Linked DNA regions of Macaca mulatta: region 2 is linked to region 1. The links are chromatin contacts, called in public Hi-C maps. All regions are on one chromosome and are shown on one strand. Each heading gives the region's core, a stretch centred on a gene start, on an enhancer-like site or on the middle of the called end of the contact. The rest is flanking DNA. Distances are from core to core; before and after follow the strand shown. Region 1 overlaps TMEM161B (transmembrane protein 161B). Region 2 overlaps LOC144341351.

Region 1 (7,038 bases), core at 2,986-5,485:
ATGTAGTAACTAGACCACCCTTGGCATCTAGTCTTATATCTAGTACCTACCAGGCACTTAATATGACCGTTGTAATGCACAGACTGATTTGCCAGGTAAAACCTGGAACTGAGAAGGGTCTCCCTGAAATTCGTAAGAACATGAGGGTAGAATGGATGCATATAAAGAAGAACAAATGAGAAAAGATTTACAAAAAAAAAAAAAAAAAAACAAAACCTCATAACTAAAACTATAATATAGGAAAATTTGAAGTGTAATATTTTGCTCGAACTGTTAATGAAATGGAGTTAAGAAATGGGAATGGGACAAAGGCTTTACTTTATATACTCTCTCTTTTTATTAAGTCACGAGGGGACATGGACATAAAATTCCAATGGAAATGCACTGTTCGCTAAGAAAGATAAAGGCGTAACATTTTATCAACATGTTTCCACTACAATGAACAATGAGATTAGGGAGCCATCATGTGAGGGTAACAGTACATAAGCCTACCCACAGCCTTGACCCTTTCCTGGGGACCTATAAACAATACTGTGCTCCCTCCAGTTGTGCAACAAGGACAACTAACTGGGAGCAGCCTGAAGACAGCTATTTCACAGCCTTTGAGGATAACAGGTAATGTGAATGAAAGGAATAGAAGGTAGTGAACTAGAAAATTATTTGCTCAGTTTATGGGTTCAGGATTTAGGATGATAGTCATTAAATACTACTTTCTAATTAGATTATTCAGTATCATCATAAATACCTGAAAAATTCATCTGATAGAGTATCTCAAGAAGGAGCATGAGGAGGGGCTTAAAAGTACACAGGTAAAGCACAGGCAGAAGAAATCACCCTAAATTCCTGATGCCATTCTGAGCTTTCCTGTGTATGCTGTGTTCTTTTTATGAGGTTATAAGCACACATGGACTCTGTTTACCAATATTTTATTTTTTTTCAATGCTTTATCAGAACACATGATGGACTCAAATACATTTCTGGGTTGAAACTACATTATACCATATTTTTTGCTTCTGATTACAAACACCTTTCCACAAATCAATTTGTCTGTGACAGAAGAAGAACCTGTCACTTCATTTTTCCTTCATCCTACCCTCTTTGATGGGAAGCCATTTTTCACAATCTACCATATGCACTTTAGATTTTTAACAAAAATTAAAAACTGCCTCTAATAACCATGAATTCAAATTAAAGAATAATAAAAGAGAGCAGAGGTAAAACCATAGAAAGAGAACCTCAGGTCTTTATGTACAAACCACATTTTTCCTATAATTTAATATACACACAAGGGAAAAGTTCCTTATTCCCATTTCCATTAAATAAAGTATTCACTACTAATGAATCCACATGTAATTTAATCAGACTGGAAGTGGGAAGTGAATGTTGGTATAACTACCAAGTGTTTTATGTACACACGATTTGGCTGAATAACCTTAGTCAAATTATTTAACCTCTGAGCCTGTTATTTCATTTATAAAACAGGATGAGAACAACAACATATGCACAATTACCATAAAAAGATACAATATGTAAAGTATCAATATCTCACATAATAGCTGGTATAAGTGTATCATAAATGCTAGTTTCCTTATTTTCTCAATTTAACTAAGGCAAATATAAAATCAGAGAACATAATGACAGGAGTATGAAATCCAGTTTCCACGACCAAATTTCAAGGAAGGATTGGGAATGCTTTCAGTATCAAAGATATGAATTAGCAGTTTCTCTGAGATTTTTCTAGAACCCTAGGATCCTTAGAATTACTCTTCAATACTTAAGGAATCTGTCAAGTTAAAATTACCATTAAGGTAATTAGTGTATATCGGCAGGGGGGAAGCATTACTTTTTCAGTGGCTATTTCCCGGGTTCAACAGGATTAAATCTAAAAAGAAAAATTATCATGGTCATCACTGATTTTATATATACTCCAAGAAAAACTGGTACCAGGATCTAAAAGAAGTACACAATATAAAAGGTACACTGCAGAGTCAACGACTAGTCAAGTATTTCTATTTTAATTCTGATGAGGCAAAGCAGTGAAAAGAACATTTATTAAGCACTTAATTCCAGCTGGTTGCATTACATGTGTTCTTTCATTTACTCCAATGATAACCTTGTGAGGTAGATACTATTATCTTCGTCTTCCACATGGGGAAACAGAGGCTCAGTGGTTAAGTAATCTGCCTCAAGCAAAGATTTTAGTGAGGAGGAGAGCTGGAGTTTGGACCAGTTCTGTCTGAAACTTTCTATTACTCTAACAGTTCTACAAGGCTAACATATCAAATCTAGTTATTAACGCCTATTAATAAACTGTTTGTTTCCTCACCATCTTCTGCTAAAATATAGTTGCCTAACTATAGAACTATAAACTAGTATTAGATAATAATGTTAAGGTATTAGTATTAGATAATTTTGTTAGGTACGATGATATTATTGTTATATAGGAAAATATCCTTATTTTTTTTAGAGGTGCAAGCTAAAGTATGAAGGGATAAAACTGCTATGTCTCTAATTTAATTCAAAAATGCTTCATCAAAAAACAAAATAAAAAATGGATGAAGCAAATATGGAAAATGTTAACAACTGTCAAATATAGGGGTTGAGTATATGAGTTTCCATTTACACTACTTTTTTTCTCCATAATTTTCACAATTAAAACAAAAGAACTCCAGAAAGTATCTAAACAATAGGCACAATGACAACAGAAAAATGATGATGACTGGACGTAAAGAAGAGAAAAAAACAGTGTATAAGATAATATTAGTGCAAAGTAATAATCATTAACTAATAAAGATCACAAAAATGTTAAATGATGCTCTGTAGCTTCAATTTTCTAACACATCTTTTAGCATTCCTATTAATGTCTGAAAAATACAGTGTCCTGATTTTATCACTGAAAAACAAATACAGTAAATAACATTTAGTAAAGCAGTTTTGGTGATAAAAATCAGCTTTCAAATGCCCATACTTACAAAGGGATACTTTCTTTACCCAGTGGTGGGTTCATAATGTAGTCTTTGGTGATTGGTTTTACCCAGAGCAGAACCATAAATAAAGGTGCCAGGAAGTTGATATGAAGTAATGTTCTGAAAATATGTAAGAAATAAATATAAAAATTCAGAAACAACATGTGCTAATAAACTACAGAAGCTTGGGTCTTACTAAAATGGAGGTAGGAACTTATTTGCAATATTCTACTACTTACGGTACTACTGTCACCATCATTTTATATTTATCATTATGATTTAACACTGATTTGAGCCTGTGAGAAATTATGTCATTATCTTAATTTTTCAAATGAGAACATTTAGATGCAGAAAAGTTAAATGACTTGCTCTTGGCAATAACAGGCCAGAGGTAAATATAGGACTAAAATTCAGATTTGTTCACTTCTATTCTAGTATTCTTTAGTAATCCCATACTTTATTCCTGATTTAATAAGCAGGATTTAATGATTCTAACTTTAGATAGTCAATGAATCTAATGGATTTTCAGTACAGAAGAGTCATCTGATACTTTCTAGTGCAAATGAAACAAAGTGTCTCCTCATTATCTACAAGTAAATGATAGTGATTAGCCAGGTCCATATGACTAGAAGGCATATGGCAGATGGAACCTACTCCAACAACCTGCAACCGAGGAACCTTTCAATGTGTAATGATCATGTATAATTTTAAATTTCCATTGTTAAAATCATAAGTGATTCCACATTTTAATTTCTTTTTGAATGAGTATGAACACACTTGAAATAATTTCCCTATCCCATATATATATATCAAAAAAATTTGATATATATATATATATTTGATATATATATATATATCAAAAAAATTTGCATTACTCCTGACAAGGCAATATACCTAATACAGCAAAGGTTTCAGGTCTGCACTATAACTTCATTGTTAATTGTCCAAGTTTGTACCCTACAGAGACAGATGGCTGATGAACATTTTTGTTATTTCAGAAAAAAGGCAAATTCTTCACACATTTTATTACCATAAACTGCTTTCATTATCAACCACACTTAAGAGCTAAACTGGAGGATTCAAAATACACACAAACACCACATTTTAAAGTATTACTACACAGGCAAATGACAGGGATCTGTGTGAGTGAACAGGGCTGGGTCAGGAAGCCATGAACACCTGACAGGGAAAGGCAGAACTCTCGCTCTAACCTCTGATATGAAAACAGGTCCTAGTGCCTGGCCATGGGGGTGAAGAGAATGCTGCTCTTTGTGCCAGTCATGTTATTCTCACAACAGAACTAGCTTGCCCACACCCTTATATCAAGGCAGAGTGCTACAACACAATGAGGGGCTGCAATAACTGAAAATAAAACCCCAAATCCCCAAAGGGAAAAAATCTTAAAATGAAGCCACATTTTACTAAAAAGGGCACTAAAATGTGTGCTCCACCCCCAACCACCACTAAATGCTTGAAATGTTTTTATAAAGTGATTCTTTCATCCCACAGCCTGGGTAAACCATCGGATGTGGGGAAGAAAGAAGCAGTATTAGGTATGCAGTGTTGCTAGGGAACACTCTAGTATCAAGGAGCAGCCCACAGCGGTTTCAGTAGCTTGTGAAGGGCTCCCCTCCACCCACCCTTTTCAGCTTATTTAAATCATAACACTGGGGTTAGTGGACTGAAGTGTGTGTGTAGAGAGGAGGGGGAGAACCAGGTTTTGTCTTAAAAGAAGCCATTAGGGATACGGGTGGTGGGAGAAAGGCAGGATGTAGCCAAAAGCACGCTGAGTAAAAGAAGGAAAAAAAAAAAAAAAAAAAAAAAGAAGGATGAAGGAGTGTGTAGTGGAAGGTGACAATAGGTAAACACACATATAAAGCATATGTAGAAAAATGGAAGTGAGGTTAAAAAAAAAAAGACAGTCAAAATTAAATTAAAGGGAAATGACATAGGTAACAGAGACAAGAATGTGCAAAGACTAAAGACTCAGCCTCATTAAAAATAGGTTTTAAAGAATAGAAATGTTAGGAAATAAGATCACCCAGAGAAACTTAATGATTATAAATACACATATCAAAATGAAATATTCTCAAGTTGGGCTTCTACTGCAAAACAAAACGATGAGACAGGAACTTTGATCTGAATATGAGTTGAAGTAGATATAAGCCTATCTTTCTGCCAAGATGTCTACATCAACAACAAAAAAAATCTGTGACAACCACAAAGAATACAGTAAATGGGCTTTGAACTACATATGAAGATGAAATATGACTTGTCCAAACGTAGAATTTCAGAACTAAAATAGAATTTGGTAGTTAGAAGTAATGTACAACATATAACATTGTAGAGTATTAACAATTCCAAACTAATGTATTATTTTAATAAGAGTCAATAAGCAGGTCAATAACTTAAGGAAAACAAACATCTCTTACATACAACTTTAAGTTTTAAAATGTTTTTAAATAAAATTTTACATTAAAAAGTTAATTTAAATAGATTCATATAAAAACTTAAAACAATATTTTAAAGTAAAATGATCTTATTTTTTAAGGGAAATTTCTATGGAGCCTCAGTTTAGTTGTAGAGATTGCAATGTAAGCCCCTGAATTAGAAAGAACATAAATTTTGAGATTTTCATTTTAACAGGCAAGACAAATTTAGTAATTGATGGTGTATCTTTTTAAATACAAGACTTAAAATTTAGAAGCAAATAAAAGAAACTTGCTTATAGTTGAAAGAGGAAGTAATGTGACATCAAATAGTTATTTATTAATTTTCAATACAATAATTTATGATTACATTACAATATTATACCTTCATTAAGATGGAAAACATATATTTATCTGCATGTGCTTATGTACATTTTCCGCTTACTGTGTAATTTTTTCTGTTGCCAAATTCAGGGCATCCAGATGCATTTGAGCCAGCCGTAATCCAGGAAATGTCAAAAAAGCCCCAATGAGTGAACAGAAAATAGCCAGGAAAAATTTGAAAGTAAGTTTTGAAACAGGACTCCTAAAAATAAAATTTTTAAAGAAGCTGATAAATTTTTATAATTAGCTTTCGAAGAATTTCCTTTCTTCTAATCAATTCTGTTACAAACAACAATAACAGTAAAACAAAGCAAATTTCTACAAAAAGATTGCTATTATTCAAGTACCTATAATGGATTCTGGTGAACTGTAAACTAAATGAGGCATCTCTTTAGTCGCAGTCACAACAACCTAACTTACACATTCAACAAGGAATTGATATATAACTTGGATAGAAATTTAATCTTTTGAGGGAGATGAATTTAAGAAATGCAAATTTATATAAGAATTCTATGAAAGATACTAACTTTATATAGTCATAAAAATTATGAGTAAGGATGTTTCTAGAAGTGACAGTCCAACTTAAAACTCTTTACTAATTTAAAACAGCTATAGTAAATACTGCTTTATTAAAAATATAAAATGTTAAATTTAAATAATGCTTAATTTTTCAAAGACTTACTGAGATTCTAAACCTTGCTTTTCAAGAAACTGCATCGCACTGTCTGAAAAATTTGTAAACCCTGTAGGAAAAAAAAAAAACAAAAACAGATTACTCTTATCACAGATGTGAAATATAGAATCTTTCTGTGGAAATAAAATGCTAGAAAACAGAGCATCTTAAATGTTGAAGTGACTAGCTTAGTTCTTTCATGTGTTAATTAGTATGCCATAACGCAATAAAATTTGGTTATTAGCAGGAACAGGCTTTGAAAACATCCCTTTGATATTTGTACATTCCATGAGTGTGCATAAAATTTGCATTAATTCTTTAACTATGTGAGTAAACTTTAGCATTACAGAAACTTATTTAACTGTAAGGAAAAAAATGAGACAGTATTTTTGGAAAACATATTAATTAAAAACTTAGCTAAAACAAAAGCAAAAAAAGAAGATCTTAATTAAGAATAATAAAGGTTAATTATTTAGAACATTACAGAGTATACACTTTAAATTTAATTTTAAATATTTATCAGATATAAAACTTAAATACTGAGGTCAAAAATATTAGCATTAGATAAAGCAAAATTGATTTTTAA
Region 2 (7,641 bases), core at 2,474-4,973, 480 kb after region 1:
AGGGCTATATTTCCACACTTAGCAACTAAATGCATTTTTAAAACCAAAGTACCCATCATGAAAGCCAAGACACTGAACATTTGATATGCTTCTACAATTAAAAGCTATAGAAGATACTGTCTTAAAATAGCATATTCTAGGGCAATGCCACATAGTCATATCAACTGGACTCTAGGCCTGGTCCCCATGCCTGGCACATATGACATAGACTCATCATGGGAGCCCCAATAAGTAAAATGAACCAACATTAGGATTATAGGCAGTCTGTTCATTAGCCAGATAGCCAATTAAATATTTTACTCTCTACCATCTCTCAGGATATGCAGAAATAAAAACTACACAGGAAGGTTTAACACAGAGCATCTGATTATTTTGAATATTGCCAAAGTTTATATGATAGTTTACCATACATATTTCAAAGACTGTATTATTATACAGGATGTGACACAAGTTGAAACAATTGTGTAGCCCTAAAGATTCCTAGCACTATCTGTCACATACTAAGAGCAACTATTAACACCTACATGTTATATCAGATATTTTTGCTTTCAAAAAGCTATTAAGCTGAGCAGAATACCATTTTGAAATCTGCATACTGAAGGATATACTGAATTTAAATGGTTTGCCTGCTCATTCACTAATAAATTCCCATTAATGGCCAGTAGATTAGGACGTGATTGTCATGCTTGTTTTCTAATCTTTTTATAGGTCTCCAGATGGCTGAAACATGAATTGAAACATTCTGGTTTACTTGGGAGTAAACAGTCTCTGTTTAAGTTAAAAGTGAAAAGTTAGGTTTTCCACATTATTTGGATCAGAATTACGCTATTTCATAAATTCAAATGCATTAGGTTTGTCACCAATATTTGGAACACCTCTGAATCCTATTCAGATTACTGTAAAGTACATGAAGAATTGACCTATCACTGAGATCCCCTTTTAATATTTGGTTTGTATGATTCAAATGCATGTAAACCACAGTCCACTAGTACAGTCAAGACTACCATTTTCTACATAAAAGCCATTTAATTTACAGTGATTTGTATAGTTCAGGCAAGGTACCTGACTGGCTTACTTTCTCACAAAAGTATACTATTGTTTACTCTGTATCTCAAATTTCTTTTTTATGGGCAGTTACAGGTTATATTTGTATTATGCTTGATACATAATATACAAAGGCTCCCTGCAGAGGAGAAGGCTGCACATACAGAACCTTAGAGCATGAATTAGGAGATATGCAACCCACTGCAGGGCTGCCACCCAGTAAATAATACTCTATTTTGTACATCACTTGGATTTTATCAAATGTAAATTTCAAAATTACCTTTGGTTGGTTGGATTGTCTATTCATTTATGCTTCTTTGCAGTCTCATCTGAAAAACAGTCCAGAAAACAAATGATCACAGTTTTTATATATATGAATAAAGTCATGTAGCTATTGCTTTATTTAAAATATTGCTATTACCATGATTCCTTAAAATGCCAAGAGATTCCATAAAACCCCAGTACAATGTATCCTGGGTCTCAGCACCCACAGGGTTAAATATGCTAATTTGCATTTAAATGGAGACATGCATGATAATGTGAATGCAAAATATGCAGAATCTGGAGGGGTTTAAGAAATTAATTTTTCTTTCTTCTTTTCTTTTATTTTTAGCTTGGAAGGAAGAGGGACTCTTAAAAAAACATTAGGGACTTGAACCTTGTAACCTGCCATACAAAAGAAGAGAGTCTTTCCATGTAAGGATTTTAAGTCTGGAACAGCCTTATTTTCTAAATGTTTAAGGAACTGAATTTCCAGGCCTTTCGAACAATGGGAATCCCTGGATAAATATCTACTCCATTAGAAAGATGCAAATAGTTTACTGGAAGGCCACAGCACAGTGAGATGTGCATTCATATCTATGGCTCCTGATTGGCTCTTTCCTTCAGTAAATCAATGAATAATGTAAAACCTGATTGCTGTAAAGTGGTGGATTTTTGAAAAATTCCCTTCCCCCATTCCCTCTCGATCCAAGATTCAGGAATTCAATACTCCCCCAAATAGGTTGCTTTTCTTTTATGATTTTTTATGCTTATTGTTATTTTGGACTGGAGGGGTGGGGCTATTGGTTTTGCAAAATAAAAGTATTGCCCTGGTTTAATTACGCTGACTGTGGGAACTCGCTTCCTGAGACAGCGCCCTAATTACCGGTGCCAGGGTGGAGAAAGGAGGGTGGTGGGCAGAGGTGGACACCAAGAAAGGGAGAAAACGGAATCCGACTCTGCGGTTCTGGGCCCAAGGCAGCCACGGCTCCAAAGCGGCCCCTGGCCGTGGCCGTGACTTGACAGAGCCTCCGGTCTAACTTCTGATCAATTCCACTGCTCTCCTGACCTCTCAAGACAGTCCCCCATTCAAGCACCGCGGGTACATTTGCAAGATAAAACGCCGCAGACACTAATGCAAATACATTGCCCGAGTTCCCATCACCCTGGGTTCCTGCAGATAATTCCAGGCCACAGAAAGGAGTTCTTGCCTTCCACAGCCGGGTCTAGACTCTAAGCAAATCGCAAAGACCCAGCTCCGTTTGGATACCAGAAGCGTCTTAAGCTGAACCGCTCCAAGTACCAATAACTAACCACGATGGTTGCATCTTGATGAATCTCAACTTGGGATAACCCTGTAAAGCGGCCTCTCACCTCCCAAAATTCAAAAGGCAAAGAGAAAAGGGAAGTGGAAAGCCACCAGATCTAGTTAGCTACTGTACTAAGTTTTCCACCAAAATCGAATCAGACCCTCGCTTCCTTGCCAGGTAATTGCAACTTTGGGGGCGGTTAAAGGGAGGCGAATTATTCAAAATGCGAATTCGAACCCAGAGGTGCAAAATACAAGTGCATTTTGTTCTAGGTTTAAAAGGGAAACCCCCACCACCACCACCACCATCACAAAATTACATACAAAAATTCCCTTTTCCAACGCGAAGATTTCCTGGCATCTCTCTGCGATTGGGGGTCAAGCCGCTGGATAATTAACAGTACTGGCTCAGAAAACTCACGAGATCAACAGGTTTAACATCCGAGGCACACAATCAATTAGCTGAAGCAAAGCCCCGGACTGGCCCTCGGAGCGGCCCGCAGCGGGGCTCTGCGGGCACCGGCTAGCGGGCGAGGTGAGGAGTGCGGGCGCGGGGCCGCGGCAGGCACTGCTGGCCTCATGCCGCCGGCGAGCTGCAGCCTGAGGGCCGCCACGATACTCACTTGATCTCCCTGCGCCAGGAAATGCTGCCCCCCAAATCCAGCTGGGCAGGAACCGAGGCGCCGGCTGAAAGACAAGATCCAGAGTCACAGCACGGCCGCAGCACACAAACAGGCTCCTTTCGGCGTCTCCAAAAAAAAAAAAAAAAAAAAAAAAAAATGTGTTTTTCTCATCATTCCTCTCCTCTGCTCAGCACATTTAAAACTGCCGCTCAATTCCACATGGTGATTCTTGGTTGATTGCGTCTAAAATAGTTTAAATGGGTCTTCCCTTCTGGGGAGAGGGAGAAGGGAGCAAAAGACCAAGGAGGAAAAAAAAAAGCCAACTTTCCCCCCCCATGCCAGGCACTTGCTCCCTGAGCCTCGGAGTGGAGAGTGAAGTGGTGTGTGCGAGGCTTGGCAAGTTTTTGGGGGGGCTGTCCAAGGTCTAGTCCAGCCCCCTCTGCCGAGGAGGACGTGCTCTGAAACTCAACCAATTTCCCCACTGCTTTTGTTACTGATGAACTGAAGCCCTATTGTTCATCCATTGCCACGGTCTTTTTCAGTCCCCACACTACGTTCTGCGTTGCCAGAGATAATGAATTTGCACCCAAACCTCTCACAGTCCCCTCCTGACAGACGGAACAAATTAGAAATGTCTCGTCTGAAGGAAGGCAATGGCTACATTTTCCTATTGTAGGATGCAAAGCACACATTTCTTTGGAAACTTCTTTTGCGTTTTTTAAACATCCTTTTCTTCTCTTTTTCTTTTTTCCTCCAGTTTTTTTCCTCTCTTGGTTTCTTAAGATTCTTCTTTTTTTTTTAATAAAGAATCGCCCTGTCGTTTTTCCAAAGAACCGTTTTATGTAACTTGTGAGTCTTCCTAACCTTCTTCCCCTTCTTTCCTCTCCTTTCTTAAGGACTCTCTTTGCAATTTTATTTACAAACTTGGAGAATGACCTTTTGACTCGCATACTTTTTTTTTTTTTAAAGGTCTTTTGGTTCAAGTCCCCCTTCTTCACTCCTTCCCGTTTGTATCGTGGTTGTTAAATGTGTTTGGCTAAAGACAAGAAATGCATTCTCAAGATTTTTATTCTCTAAACTCTAGAGCTATTCTAAAGGTACCAGGGACGCGCCATAGGGGTTATCTATTTGAGGAGGAAGAAAAAGCGTGTGTGTGTGTGTGTGTGTGTGTGTGTGTGTGTGTGTGTGTGTGTGCGCGCGCGCGCGCGCGCGCGCCTGTCTTCCAGGGAGAGACGGAGAGATGTGGGAGGGTGGGGGTGGAAGTGTGCAGACGACAGAGAAGGGTGGGGGCTTCGAGGGTAAGGTGGGCTTCCTGCAACACAAGCGGGGAGGCTGCCAGGGGTGTGGGCACGGGATTGCGGGGAGGCGGTGCAGGAATCCGTCCCGCAGAGTGCCGTCTGCCTCTGTGGGCCTGTTTGCGCGCCTGGGGCTGGCCGCATCGTGGGCGCGGGTATCTGCGTGCCCGGGTGGTAGTTCCGAGCCTGCGCGCGTGCGACCGGGTACGGGAGGGGGGAAGAGTGCCGTAAAAATTCAGACGAGTGGCCCGTATGTAAATGCGGCCCGGGGGGAGCAGGGAGGCGGTAATGAGAGCCGCTGGCGCTCAGCCCCGCCGGCGGCCCCTAGCTTTCCCGCCAAGTGCAGCCGGAGGACAGACAGCCATGCGTGTCCTTGGCGGGAGAGCCCCCACCCGCCGCGCGCGCCCGCCCTCCGCGCACACGCACACACTCCCCTCGCAGGCGTGGGGCCCAATGGCCACGAGCATGTCAGGAAAACAAAGCTGGGGCTGCGAGGTGGAACGACGAAACGGCAGACTTGGCAGCCGAGGGCAGAGCGGAGGAGCCGCCACCGCAGCCACCGGCGCTTTCTTGTCTGCTCGCAGCTCTGCCCTCCGGCCCAGAAGAAGCCCAGGACCATTTCTTAGCTGCCCGAGAGAAGGTGGCGAGCAGAGGAGGGGGCGGATGTGTACAGGGAGGTGCCACCGGCCCCGTGCGCGGGCACGCACACGCCGGCGCGCAGGGCTGCCGTGGGCGGAAGGAGGGGAATGAGAAGGCCTCGGCAGCGTCTCAGGGAGGCAGTTCCTCCGCGCTGAGGCCGCAGAGTTCTAAGTGCAAAACACCAGGCCAAATCCGGCAAGGCGGCGGCTACGGAATGGCTTACACCTCAAGCCTCCTTCCGCAAACAATGCGATGGGAAGCACCTGGCTGTTCAGGGGAAGCCTTTGCTGGACTCTCTTTTTAAAGGGGTGAACTCGAACCCCAACCTAGGAGCGCTGGCCTAGATGGCTCCGCAGATAAGTCCCAGACGTGGCTATGGAAAGACTGATCTCTCTCTGCTCAGAGCGCCTACCTAGGTGCTCACTAGCGCAAGCACCTCCCAACACACACACACACACCCCACGGCACTCCCATCACTTTAAAACGCGCGCTCATCACCCTGCTGTTAATGAAGCCGCTGCGCGTAATGAGTGCACAGGTAAATAGGTACCGAAACCAGAAGCCTTCACCAGTCGGCTGGGCGATTTACCTCTCCCTACAGGGAGCAATTGTAGTTATCTTGTTTTAGGAGTGATTTGCTGTTGTCTGTGGTCTCCCCCTCCTCTTCTTGTGGAAAGAAGCCAAAAAAATATATATGTTCCGTGGTCAGAGTCTTCTTTCTGATAAGTTACCCGAGCATTGGTCTAAAACATTTGCTTAATCTGTTGGTTTTGGTTTGTTGTTTTGGGGAGTGTTGCTTTTCTGAGGGAAGCAAAAGAACGTGTGTTTGGTGGGGCTGGCAGCTTAGGACAAGAGTCTGCGTGTGCGGCCGGAAGGCTGGCGAGTCTGAAAGCCGCGCGGTGCAGAAAGAAGGCGGCGGCTTGTCCTCCCCCGGGGCCGGCACTGGCCCCTTTGGCACCTCCGGCCTCGGCTCGGCTACTGCCGCCGCCGCCCGCGCTCTCGGGTTCCGCCGGCTGCCGCTCCGTGTTTTCCCCCATCCCGGCTTCACGTTCAAGGTTTAGCTGCGAGGTCACGTCCATTGACGTCAGCTCCCTGTCTCCCTCTACGTCCGGCTACATTTACATACATCAAGGAAATTAGGGCATTAAAAAAATATGCAAATCCTGCGCGAAGAGGAGCGGGTGCATTCCTGGCGCGATCGCCTTTTATTGAAGCTTTTAATTAAAGGGGCCAGTTGGCGAGCCCCTGAAACAACCGCCAAAACCCCCCAAAAGAGAAAAATAAACGCTGTAGCCTTCGAGAACGGTTGTTTCGGCTCCTGTTCTGTGGGCGGCTGAGGACCGCCGGCTGCCCGGCTCGGAGAAGAACAGGTTAGAGGAGGCAGCTCCAGCCCATGCATAATCAGGGCTCCGCGGCGCCTCCATTCTTTCCTCCTCCTCCTCCTCCTCCTCCTCCTCCTCCTCCTCCTCCTCCTCCTCCTCCTCCTCCTCCTCCTCCTCCTCCTTCTCCTCCTCCTCCTCCTCCTCCTCCTCCTCCTCCTCCTCCTCCTCCACCTCTCCTCCTCCTTCTTCTCCTCCACCTCCTCCTCCGCTTCTTGCTCTCGCTCCTGTTGGTTCCAGCGTGTATTATTTTTAATACTGATGCATATGTAAAGGTATATTTGCATTTTTTTAATTCGCGAAAATTTCAGGTTTTGTCGTTTTATTGGTTCCCTTTCCCTCTCTCTTTTTTTTTTTTTGTTGTTATTTTATTATGTCTATCTGTCTCTCTTGTCCCTTTCTGTCTTTTTTGGCGAGTGTCTGCTGCTGTCTCTTGCTAGATAATATAAACAGTTACCTCCCTGCTTCTGTTTATTTAAGGTTACAAATATGCACATCTGTCATGTATGCAATGCCAGCTGTATAACCTCCTGGTTTGGTCATAAAAGAAAAGACACATTTTTTTCTTTCTTTCTTGACATACCTTGATGGGCTGTAATGCCCATCGCTCAAGGCTCAAAGTTTGATTGTCTAATTAACTTCAATTAGCAGAAACACAGTTCAGGGCCAGTGCTTTCGAGATAATCTGTGTATAAGTGAAGTGATTCCAAAGATTTCTAAAGAATTTTTGTGCTGATTGCCTGAGAGGTGCGCCATTCCCCGCCCTATTGCTTTCTAGCATTTCTTATTGAAAAAATATATATATATTTTAAAATGGGTAGACACAGCAATGGACAGCCTTCTTCAAGGAAGACATTTTCAACCATGTTGTATGTTGTACCTTATCGGCTGCATTCAAAATTTACTGAGTTTCATTTTTATCTCAATATGTCTGGAAACAAGGCACATTATCTTGACTGAAAAGCATCCTTGATTCCTGACTTTGAAATGAAAAAAATACACAAAACAATTGGCTATATTAAACCAGTTGATGTGCCTTAAAATATACAGGCCTTGAGTTTAGATTTCAAGCAATGGTAATCTTGTTTATA

The links. A called contact is a pair of places that touch in the nucleus more often than the background predicts.
Region 2: a contact with region 1 is called in a Hi-C map of fetal cortex germinal zone, with 2.5 times the contacts expected there. The contact joins two enhancer-like sites. A contact is called at or near these places in 2 of 14 Hi-C or Micro-C datasets (fetal cortex germinal zone and fetal cortical plate).

What each region holds. Positions count from the first base shown.
Region 1 is chr6:94,618,311-94,625,348 of T2T-MMU8v2.0, forward strand. It overlaps TMEM161B (transmembrane protein 161B), which reads right to left. Exons shown (of 12, transcript XM_001085376.5): 7 at 6,462-6,522; 8 at 5,841-5,981; 9 at 2,973-3,086. Among named protein-coding and RNA genes, the nearest start is that of TMEM161B, 65 kb to the right of the region's middle. Within about 2 kb of position 4,236, at least 15 of the 40 cell types and tissues checked have an H3K27ac peak or open chromatin away from gene starts, as enhancers often do. A contact at or near this core is called in fetal cortex germinal zone and fetal cortical plate, where this site is marked.
Region 2 is chr6:95,096,103-95,103,743 of T2T-MMU8v2.0, forward strand. LOC144341351 reads right to left here. Exons shown (of 3, transcript XM_078004529.1): 3 at 1,628-3,301. The coding sequence ends at 3,032. Among named protein-coding and RNA genes, the nearest start is that of MIR9-2, 6.6 kb to the left of the region's middle. Within about 2 kb of position 3,724, at least 14 of the 40 cell types and tissues checked have an H3K27ac peak or open chromatin away from gene starts, as enhancers often do. A contact at or near this core is called in fetal cortex germinal zone and fetal cortical plate, where this site is marked.